Regions from separate parts of the Hordeum vulgare genome. Here region 2 is linked to region 1. Evidence: chromatin contacts called from public HiChIP or PLAC-seq data. All regions are on one chromosome and are shown on one strand. The core of a region is the stretch at or near the end of the contact, and the rest is flanking DNA. Distances in the headings are between cores, read along the strand shown. Region 1 holds the start of LOC123398391. Region 2 holds the start of LOC123395084 (putative hydrolase C777.06c).

Region 1 (4,285 bases), core at 1,106-3,605:
TTTTGCACATACACGGGGAAACATGTTGGAGCTCCATTTAAACAAGGGAAAGGTGGTGCAATGGAAATGTGTACGTGTTGATTTCACCCAAACCTTTCCGAAGCGGACCCCCTCTTAATAGTGCGACTTTCCTATGACTCAAATCCATCAAAGAGAAACGTAGAAAGCAACCGTCTTTGAAAGACTCCGAGGGGCACCGAATCGTCTTGTGCCTAGTCATAAATTATCTGAAATGCTCAATGCGCACGATTAGTCCGCACATGCATTGTCATCAATCACCAAAACCACTTAGAGAGAAATATGCCCTAACAATTGCTCGCATGATCTTTCTGATGCCATCTGTCACATGTATGTGTTCGTCGCATGATTTCTTTTGTGTGTGTAGATCGAATCTGGCATACAATAGACGTTGATCTACTTGTACGCGTCGCCACAGGCGCACGGAGGAGTCACTGCTTGCATGCACAGATGGAGGCGGCCCAACCGCCGTTCGCATGTGCATGTAAGTCTTTGCCCGAAAGGTTGATATCGAGGGGCTGAGTGGTGTGAGCATGATGAATACCTCAGATAGATGCCGCTGCTTCGATGCATGGCGCGACATATGTCCTCACCAATGATATTGGCACTGTCAAATTGGATATAATCCCTCAGTCAGTTTTATTTGGCTAATTTGAACAAATCAATCTAATAAGACTCAACCTATTGGAAATTTGAACTTTGATGAACTATTAATGAAGGTGAAACGGATTTTTTTTTCTTTGATTAATTGGATGACACGCTCTTGGGAGGAGAAGTTTAATCTCAGAGTGGTGAAAAAAACCTAGAATCGGCGTCGTTGGTCGAACCGCTCTAATATCAAATTGAATTTATGCTTGAACCGGTTGCTTGTTGCCGACGCCCGACCCATCCCAAAGTCGTCAACGTCGTTCCTCTATAAGACCAAGCCAAAGAGCATGACACGATGCACGTGGAGACATTCTTCACCTTTTTTCAATCGAAGAACGTACATTGTGTTGAAATATATGACACGTACTTTCAAGGTAGTCTTAAAGCATGCTTATTTTTATCCCATGTTGCAACGCATGGGCATGTTTGCTAGTATATCTAGAACAAGTATTTCGTTACTAATAATTAAACTATGGAATCTACATGGATATGCCTCTTAATTTGCTTCCCGTTTTCTCTTAATAAATTCCCGGGAAGTCAAACAATGCTTATATTCAATATAGAAAGGAGGTAGGAAATGGCGGGAGTATAGCCCCATCCACTTCTTGAGAAAAGGGGCGTTACGATTTCCTCGTAAGGCTTTGTCGTCGTCGGTTTCCCTCCCTTTCAGGTTCCTTATAGTCTCTTCTGGACTAAGATTTAGTTAGGGTTAGGTATTTGGATGGTGGTGGTGAGGCGATGGCACCATCCACTATGGGGATAAGACCTCCCCCATCTTGTCCTCATCCCAGGGATGTTGTTTGGCGTCAACGAATGGTGTGTTTTGTCTAGGTAAGCGAAACAGATGATGTCATGACGTGTTTTTTCTTAGCTTTATTCTCTTTCCGATGAAGCTCACCCAGATGGGGATCCACGGGGAAACTTGCAAGGTTTGTGTCATCATCCTTTGTTTGGAAGGGGTTGGGATTATCTTTTGGCCCTTCTTGGTGTGAGCATCTATCGGATGGCTTTCTATCGAGATCATGATTATTGTCATCATGAGAACCTTTCGGACTGTCCATTAGGCATTGGACAATGGCGCATGTGCTAGGGAGGTAGGCTCAAACCCGGTCGAGGGGTCGCTTAGGGAGTACATCGACTTGTGAGTGTTGGTGACGGAGACTCATTTGGACAATGGTTTGTACTTTGGAGGATGACATTGTGTGGTCATGGGAAATAAAAGGGTATCTTTTCTTTTCAAAAAAAGGTAACTTTTCTTGGAAAGAAAAATAATGTAAAATTGGACTTTGGGCTTTGCAAATATACATATCAGTACTTGTAAAAAGAATACACATGTCAGTAACTGCGGCAGGAAATGAATCTCTTCTTTTTTCAGAAAAATATAACTATTTTTGGAAAGAAAAATAGTATAATGTAAAATTTCTCCTTTTTTTAGAAAGAACGCAACTTTTTCTTCAAGCAACGGGAAACCCAAAATCGCCCGCCAAAAACGGCATGCGCGCGAAACAGACGGGTTTTCCAAAAGAAAAGAAATCGACTCAGAAGTGGCGCTTTCCCGATCACGCCACGAAACGGAACCACCTTTACAACACCTTGATCTGAACATGCCACGTCCCGCCGTCCGAGTCGGACGTGATCCCCGTGAGCTGTGTGCCCGGCGGGTGCATCCATATATACGCGCGCGCGCCTCCCCTCGTGGCACCCAGCGAGAAAACACAACCATCGTCCTCGCTCGCAGCTTTGGAAGCCCCGCGCACGCAGAGCTCCAGCAAACGATCTCGGCGAGAGAGAGACAGACAGGGATCGTGTCGATGGCGGGGGAGGACCAGACGGTGCTGGTGCGGTGCGCGGACCTGGCCAAGTTCGCGGTGCCGGCGTCGGTGGCGCAGCGGGCGGGGAGCGTCGCGGCGGCGCTGGAGACCGGGCAGCGCGTCGTGGAGCTGCCGCGGGGGGTCAACGGCAAGGGCCTCGCCACGGCGGTCGCGTACTACCAGGCCCGAGCGGAGGCGGAGGCGGGCGGCGCGGACGCGGGCCAGTTTGACGGCGAGTTCGTGCGCGGGCTGACGCACGACGCCGCCATCGACCTCATCTACGCCGCGCACCACCTGGGCGACCAGGCGCTCTTCAACCTCTTTGCTGGCTACAGGGTTAATTATTAGTTGTTGGTTCTAGGCGTAGTAAAGGTTTCTATTAGTTGATTGGTTTGTGTTGATCGAGTGAGATTTCCCCTTTTTCTTACCAATGTATCGATGCTACCTTGTGATTATATATGATCCGTAAATTGCCTTAATTTCCTCTTGTGATGAACCAGTTTACATTGTCTTGATTTCAATCCACGTCCTCTACACTCCGTCACAACGGAAAAAGGATTAAAAAGAAGCGCGGTCGAGCAGCAAAAGCAATGTCGAACCATAGCTGAACTAAATGGAGACGAAACCAATGTCGTCGGAAAAAAAAACTAATAACAAGCACTAGCAACGACGGCAACAACGAAGCGCAGAGGGGACAAAAATAGAAGCGAGGCGCGCCATGCACAAGAGGCCCAAACCAACAAGAAAAGCATTGCTTTGAACAAGGAAAGAACAAAGACAGATCCGCAGTGCAACTGGCCAAGAACTGCGGATACGTAAAGGGCGTGAGTGTGATCGCACCGGCCTACATAAGATCCTGTTTGGAACCACTTAGATTATATAATTCAGTTTTTATAATCTATTATGTGTTTAAATAAAATAGATTATGCTGTAGATTACAAAAACTAGATGGACAGATTATTAAAAACTCACAATCTATTCTAGCTCACCTAAAATTAGATTATGGATTATTAATGACCCATTACCCTTGTAAAGTTGGAGATAATTACATTCCTGTCACCAGGGGCGGACCCACCTTAATTCTGAATACCCATTATTTTTGTAAAAAAACTAGGTATTTTCAAGTGTGTATACTGAGTATGTATAAGGAAATATGAAACTGTACGCTTAAACCTGCTAGTTAGGTATTTCAGCCCAAAGCATCACGACTCAACGATTTGGCCCATTGGCCCAAGTGGGTGTAGCGCATGGATGCATGCAGACCATGGACCTCTCGATCATCGCCCCCAATAAATCTATCGATCAGGTCAGACAGAAACGAACCAACCCCTTCCTTCCCATGTTCTCTCCAACGCGAGCGGCAACCCGCCAGGCGGCCAGGGCCGTTTCCATCGCCTGCTGAGCAATCGGACGTGCGCACGGCCTCGCGGACGGCGCGATGAATCCACCCCCCCCCCCCCCCCCCGGTTGACCTTGGTTCTGATCCGTACAGTCAACGGCTAGTAGGCAGTGGTTCAGTTTCGAAGATTCAACCCCCACAGATTCTGGTATAATTGCTAATTAGATGTATTAGTGATGTATTAATATTTCACTTTTGAAATTAGGAACTCTCTACTCATGCCAATTCTTATTTCTTAGTACAGATGAATTCATATATCGCTGCAGGCAGGAGCACGGTTTTCTTCTCGTACTGTTGAGAAAATAGTAAGTTAGTTTGAACACTTGTCTCTCTATTTAATTATAGTGAAATAAAAGTTGTTTGCGATCGATTATAAATTATTGAGACATGACAACTTCCAATTTTTCAT
Region 2 (4,285 bases), core at 914-3,413, 250 kb before region 1:
TAACAGCACTATCAATCAATTAAGTGATCCCATCCCATTATAAGTTATAACTGACCAAAATAAAAGAGTTAAACGTACATTTGTCTACCTGGCTACATGTACTATTTTCTTGCTACATCTCACTGAGTCTAAAGGGAGAATACCATTTGTAATTTGTAAGCGAACAGCTTATAAGTATAAGTCCACTTCTTGCTTTGAAGTTGTTGTTTCAGATTACAAACCTCAAGATCCTGAACGGTAAATGGTTCCTCGTTTATAATGTTGAACTGTAATGTTGAAACTGCAGCTCCAGGTATAACCGTACTTGTGTCGACCAAATAGTGGTGTGTCATCTTCATCACCTGATACAAACGAGCAAATGGGGGAAAGGAAAGAAAACTGAGCCAGCTGTAAAGATATAAACTAAAAATGGAAAGGCGTAATTTTTTAATAAAATGGCATAATGGATTTTCATGTATTCCATAAAATTTCTGAGGCTGTAATACTAGAAAAAAATTAATATACAACATAACTAAGTACAAGATTTTCGAACCTCATAATCACGCGGTGCCACATAAATTGGGATGGAGGGCTGGACATTGTTCGTCCAATCACGAAGACAATCAAGGCCTGCACCATTCACACTGTTATCTTTTTGGAAAGGAAAAGGCCACAAGGATGATGGTTTTTTTGTTTCAACTAATAGAAACAAAATTGTGTTGCGGGAAGTGTTTGGAAAGGACAGACGCTAGACGGGACAATTAAAAATGGTACAACAACAACAAAGCCTTTAGTCCCAAACAAGTTGGGGTAGGCTAGAGGTGAAACCCATCAGATCTCGCGACCAACTCATGGTTCTGGCACATGGTACAAGCATTCAATTATAAGGTGCATAGGAATTGAGAAGGTTGGAACCACTCAGACCTCCAATTGCATCAGCATGAGAATGAGTAATAATGACAGCATCAATCTCCCTCAACCTGAAGATCAGCAGCAAACGTTAACAACACTTACGTTTCTTGAAAATAAATAACAGTGCATGTGAACAGTTCAGTACCCAAAAGCAGGGAACCACTGGAGCGCGGAATGGTAGAAAAACCTGACAGAAGAAACAAAGCATCAGGGTGTGATAGCTCGTTACTAGTAAACATTTACTTTCTACATGCACATTATTTACTAAAACAGCTTGTATATCAGCTACTATGAATGTAAGCAATTTCAGGTTACTCTGCTTCAAAACAGTGATACACTCTGGGTGTTTTCTACTATCCCTGCCCATAGCTCTAGCTTCGGGTATGATAATAATCCGTTGCTTGTTGCGGGAGAGAGAAGAAGCAACTGGCAGTGCAAGAAATAGCGCATACTTGCCAGCATCGATGAGGATGTTAGAAGTGCGAGACGGCGTGACATGGCGCAGGAGAATGGAGGTGTTGCGCCTTCGGTTCCGGTTCCCCGGCTCTGCTGCCTTGGTGCAAACCTGCGAACAGGCCATAATAACAAACAAACAGCCAACATCACACCGAGCACCTAGCTAGCCGAGCACTGTGAGAAAAGCAGAACAAAGTGAGTCCACCGGTGGTTGATAACGGGATGGAGGTGGAGGGCCATACGGGGCAGGTCTTGGAGGGGTGGGTGAGGCAGCTGACGCGCGGGACGCCCTCGCTGGTGCCCGTGCCGAGGAAGATGAGCTCCGACTTGCGCGGCTCCTCGTGCTCCGCCGCCGAGGAAGAGACAGCGCTGCCAGGGGCGCCGCAGGAGGAGGAGAAGAAGCGCGCTGGAGGGTTCACACCAGGGGGGTATAGGCATTACGTCGAACAGCTGAGGCGCAACCAGTACATGATGCAATTACGATTTTACGTACGCGAAGCGCCGGAGCGGAGGCGCGCGAGGGGGAGGCGGGAGGAGAGCGGCGCGGCGGGCGCCGGGGCGCGGAGAGGGAGATGCGCGCCCAGGGAGCGCGCGGCGGCGAGCGAGCACGCGAAGGGCGAATGCAGCATGGGCACGCGGTGGGCGCGCAGGAGAGCTGCGGTCGCCCCAGACATCGGGAGAGCGCGGATGCGTCTGTCTGCCTTGCGGCGGCGGCCGGCGAGTCGGTAACGACGGGGTCTCCGTGGACGCTGGCCACCTGTCGCCCTCTCTGTCCGCCGGGCGGGAGGGAGCGACGCTGGCAAGTGGGCCCGGCGTTTCCCTGCCCCGACGGTCAAGAAAGCCGCGCGGCTCTTCTGACTGCTTGTTCACTGACATCTGGGTCAATAGTCCAGAGAGCCCTGTGCAGTGTGCAGTGAGCATTGACATGTGAGTCAACAGGCCGTAAGTGGGCTTTACATGGACTTTCGGCCTGGGCCGAGGAATAATTCCGTCTCTTTCTTCTCCCCCACTTCCTCCCTTCCTCCTGTCCGTCCGCATCTCCTCCCCCCCCCCCCCCCTCCCGGAGCACGCAAGGAGATCGACTTCGCCGCGCCGGCTCGCCGGCGACGACATCCACCCACAGGCACGAATATCTATCTCTCTCCCTCTCGCTCTCCCGCTCTGTTTGCTTCGCATCCTCGTACTTCACGTGGTGTTGGCGTTTGCCCGATCCCGGGATAGGCTAGATCGCCCGTATCTGGGATCAACGGAAGGATGATTAAAATTTCTTGCGGTCTCTAGTGGAGACGTTTCCAAAATGATAGTTCGTCGCGCCTAGCTGGGACCGCAGTAAGCTAACCGCGTTGATTTGTGCAGGTTTTCTGAACTTGTAGGCTACCAGTTAGTTAGAAATTTCCTGTTTCTCACTTTAGATGCTTACCATCTTGATTTTGGGGTACTTGGTGCTTATTATAGTTATATAAACTTTATGCTTGCCTCAAGACAAGCGTGTCGCCACTTGTTGCTGCCAATTCATCGTGCAAAGGCATTTTTAGTCCAGTGCAAAACTCTAGTTCCATTTTCACTTCTTGTATGCTACCGATGATGAAAGCTGCTGCGTTTTTCAACAGAGTGGTGGTGCGTATAATGAACAAAGGCAGCATCCACAAAAAGGAGACGCACGGGACAAGCGACGACATAAGCGAGGACACGTCTGTGGAGAAGGTCAGGGGGCCCAATCTGTTTGAACGGGCCAAGGAAGAGATTGAGGCTCTTGTGGCGTCTGTTCACGATAAGATGGAGCACCATTCCAGTCCCTGCAGGAAGGAGGGTGGTAATTTACTCAAGTTGATGTCATTTTGCCTAATTTAACTCCCACAAGTATTGCTTCCTGTTACATGCCTGGAATTATGCTCACATTAGAAATTAGATGGGCAGGATAAGAGCATCTCCAATAGATGGTCCAAATTTTGACGGTCCAAAACCGGAGATGTAAAATTTGGACCGCCAAAAAGTGCATTTTGGAGCTCCGAAAAACGCTCAACTCCAACAGATGGTCCAAATTGATGGTCCAAAATAGCAACTCCAATAGATGGTCCAAACCAAAGATGTAAAAATCTGAAAACGGCCGCGCGGCTGCTGCCAGCCACTGTTCAGCCGCGGTTTTGCATTGAAATAGCATCAAAAATTTGAAAATGAAGTGCATCATCATCATAGTTTCAATCAAAAGTGCATCACCATCATAGTATCAAATCCCTCTACCAAAAGAGCATCGTCTCAATCAAAGTTTTTCGCCCTAGAAATTGAAATGCACATGAATATTACTCATGCGGGTCATCAACACCACCGGCCTTGTGAACCGTGGTACGATCATCATCTTCACCACCTTCTTTGTCGACGTTCTCAACAAGCGGTGAACTCTCGTTGCCGTGAGCACCACCGGAAGCATCTTCATTGCGTCCCATACCGGTCATGTTGCCGACGAAGCCAACTCCAACGCCACTCATGTTGCCGCCTTCTTCTCCTCTAGTTCCACCTTCCTCTCCTCGGCCGCGGCCAACCTCTCCTCGGCCGCCGCCCTCTTCTCCTCGGCCGCTGCCCTTCGCCGCTCGGCCTCACTCCTCTCCTCTATTTCCTTGAGCTTCAAGATTCTTTTCTCTTCGGCATACTCTTTCCTCGCCATGACAATGGCATCAAATCCTTCCTTGAGATCATTGTCTCCGGCCTTGGTTCCCTTCACTTTCTTGTTTCCATCGGGCCTATAAGATTTTGTCGCGGAGTGAGGAGTGGGGCTCGTCTCCTCAATGACATCTTCTTCATCCTCAAGCACCACACTCTTCTTCGACGATTCAAAAGTCTCTCTAGTGAAAGCTTTTCCTTTCCTTTTCTTCTTCTGGCCTTTCATGTTCCTCTCTCGAAACAATCCTTGTGCAATCATATTCTACAATAAAACAAGCAA

Evidence for each region. HiChIP or PLAC-seq counts read pairs in DNA pulled down with a chosen protein or histone mark.
Region 2: a contact with region 1 is called in an H3K4me3 HiChIP or PLAC-seq map of embryo, with 8 times the contacts expected there. The contact joins the promoter of LOC123395084 here to the promoter of LOC123398391 in region 1. A contact is called at or near these places in 1 of 6 Hi-C or Micro-C datasets (seedling) and 1 of 1 datasets of contacts at active chromatin or transcription factors (embryo).

What each region holds. Positions count from the first base shown.
Region 1 is chr5H:404,148,305-404,152,589 of MorexV3_pseudomolecules_assembly, reverse strand. LOC123398391 reads left to right here and starts at 2,355. Exons shown (of 1, transcript XM_045092868.1): 1 at 2,355-2,964. The coding sequence starts at 2,478. The coding sequence ends at 2,825.
Region 2 is chr5H:404,393,845-404,398,129 of MorexV3_pseudomolecules_assembly, reverse strand. LOC123395084 (putative hydrolase C777.06c) reads right to left here and starts at 2,163. Exons shown (of 12, transcript XM_045090015.1): 1 at 1,841-2,163; 2 at 1,590-1,753; 3 at 1,344-1,456; 4 at 1,037-1,078; 5 at 904-959; 6 at 533-609; 7 at 222-341. The coding sequence starts at 2,021. LOC123395086 reads left to right here and starts at 2,373. Exons shown (of 3, transcript XM_045090016.1): 1 at 2,373-2,470; 2 at 2,958-3,160. The coding sequence starts at 2,974.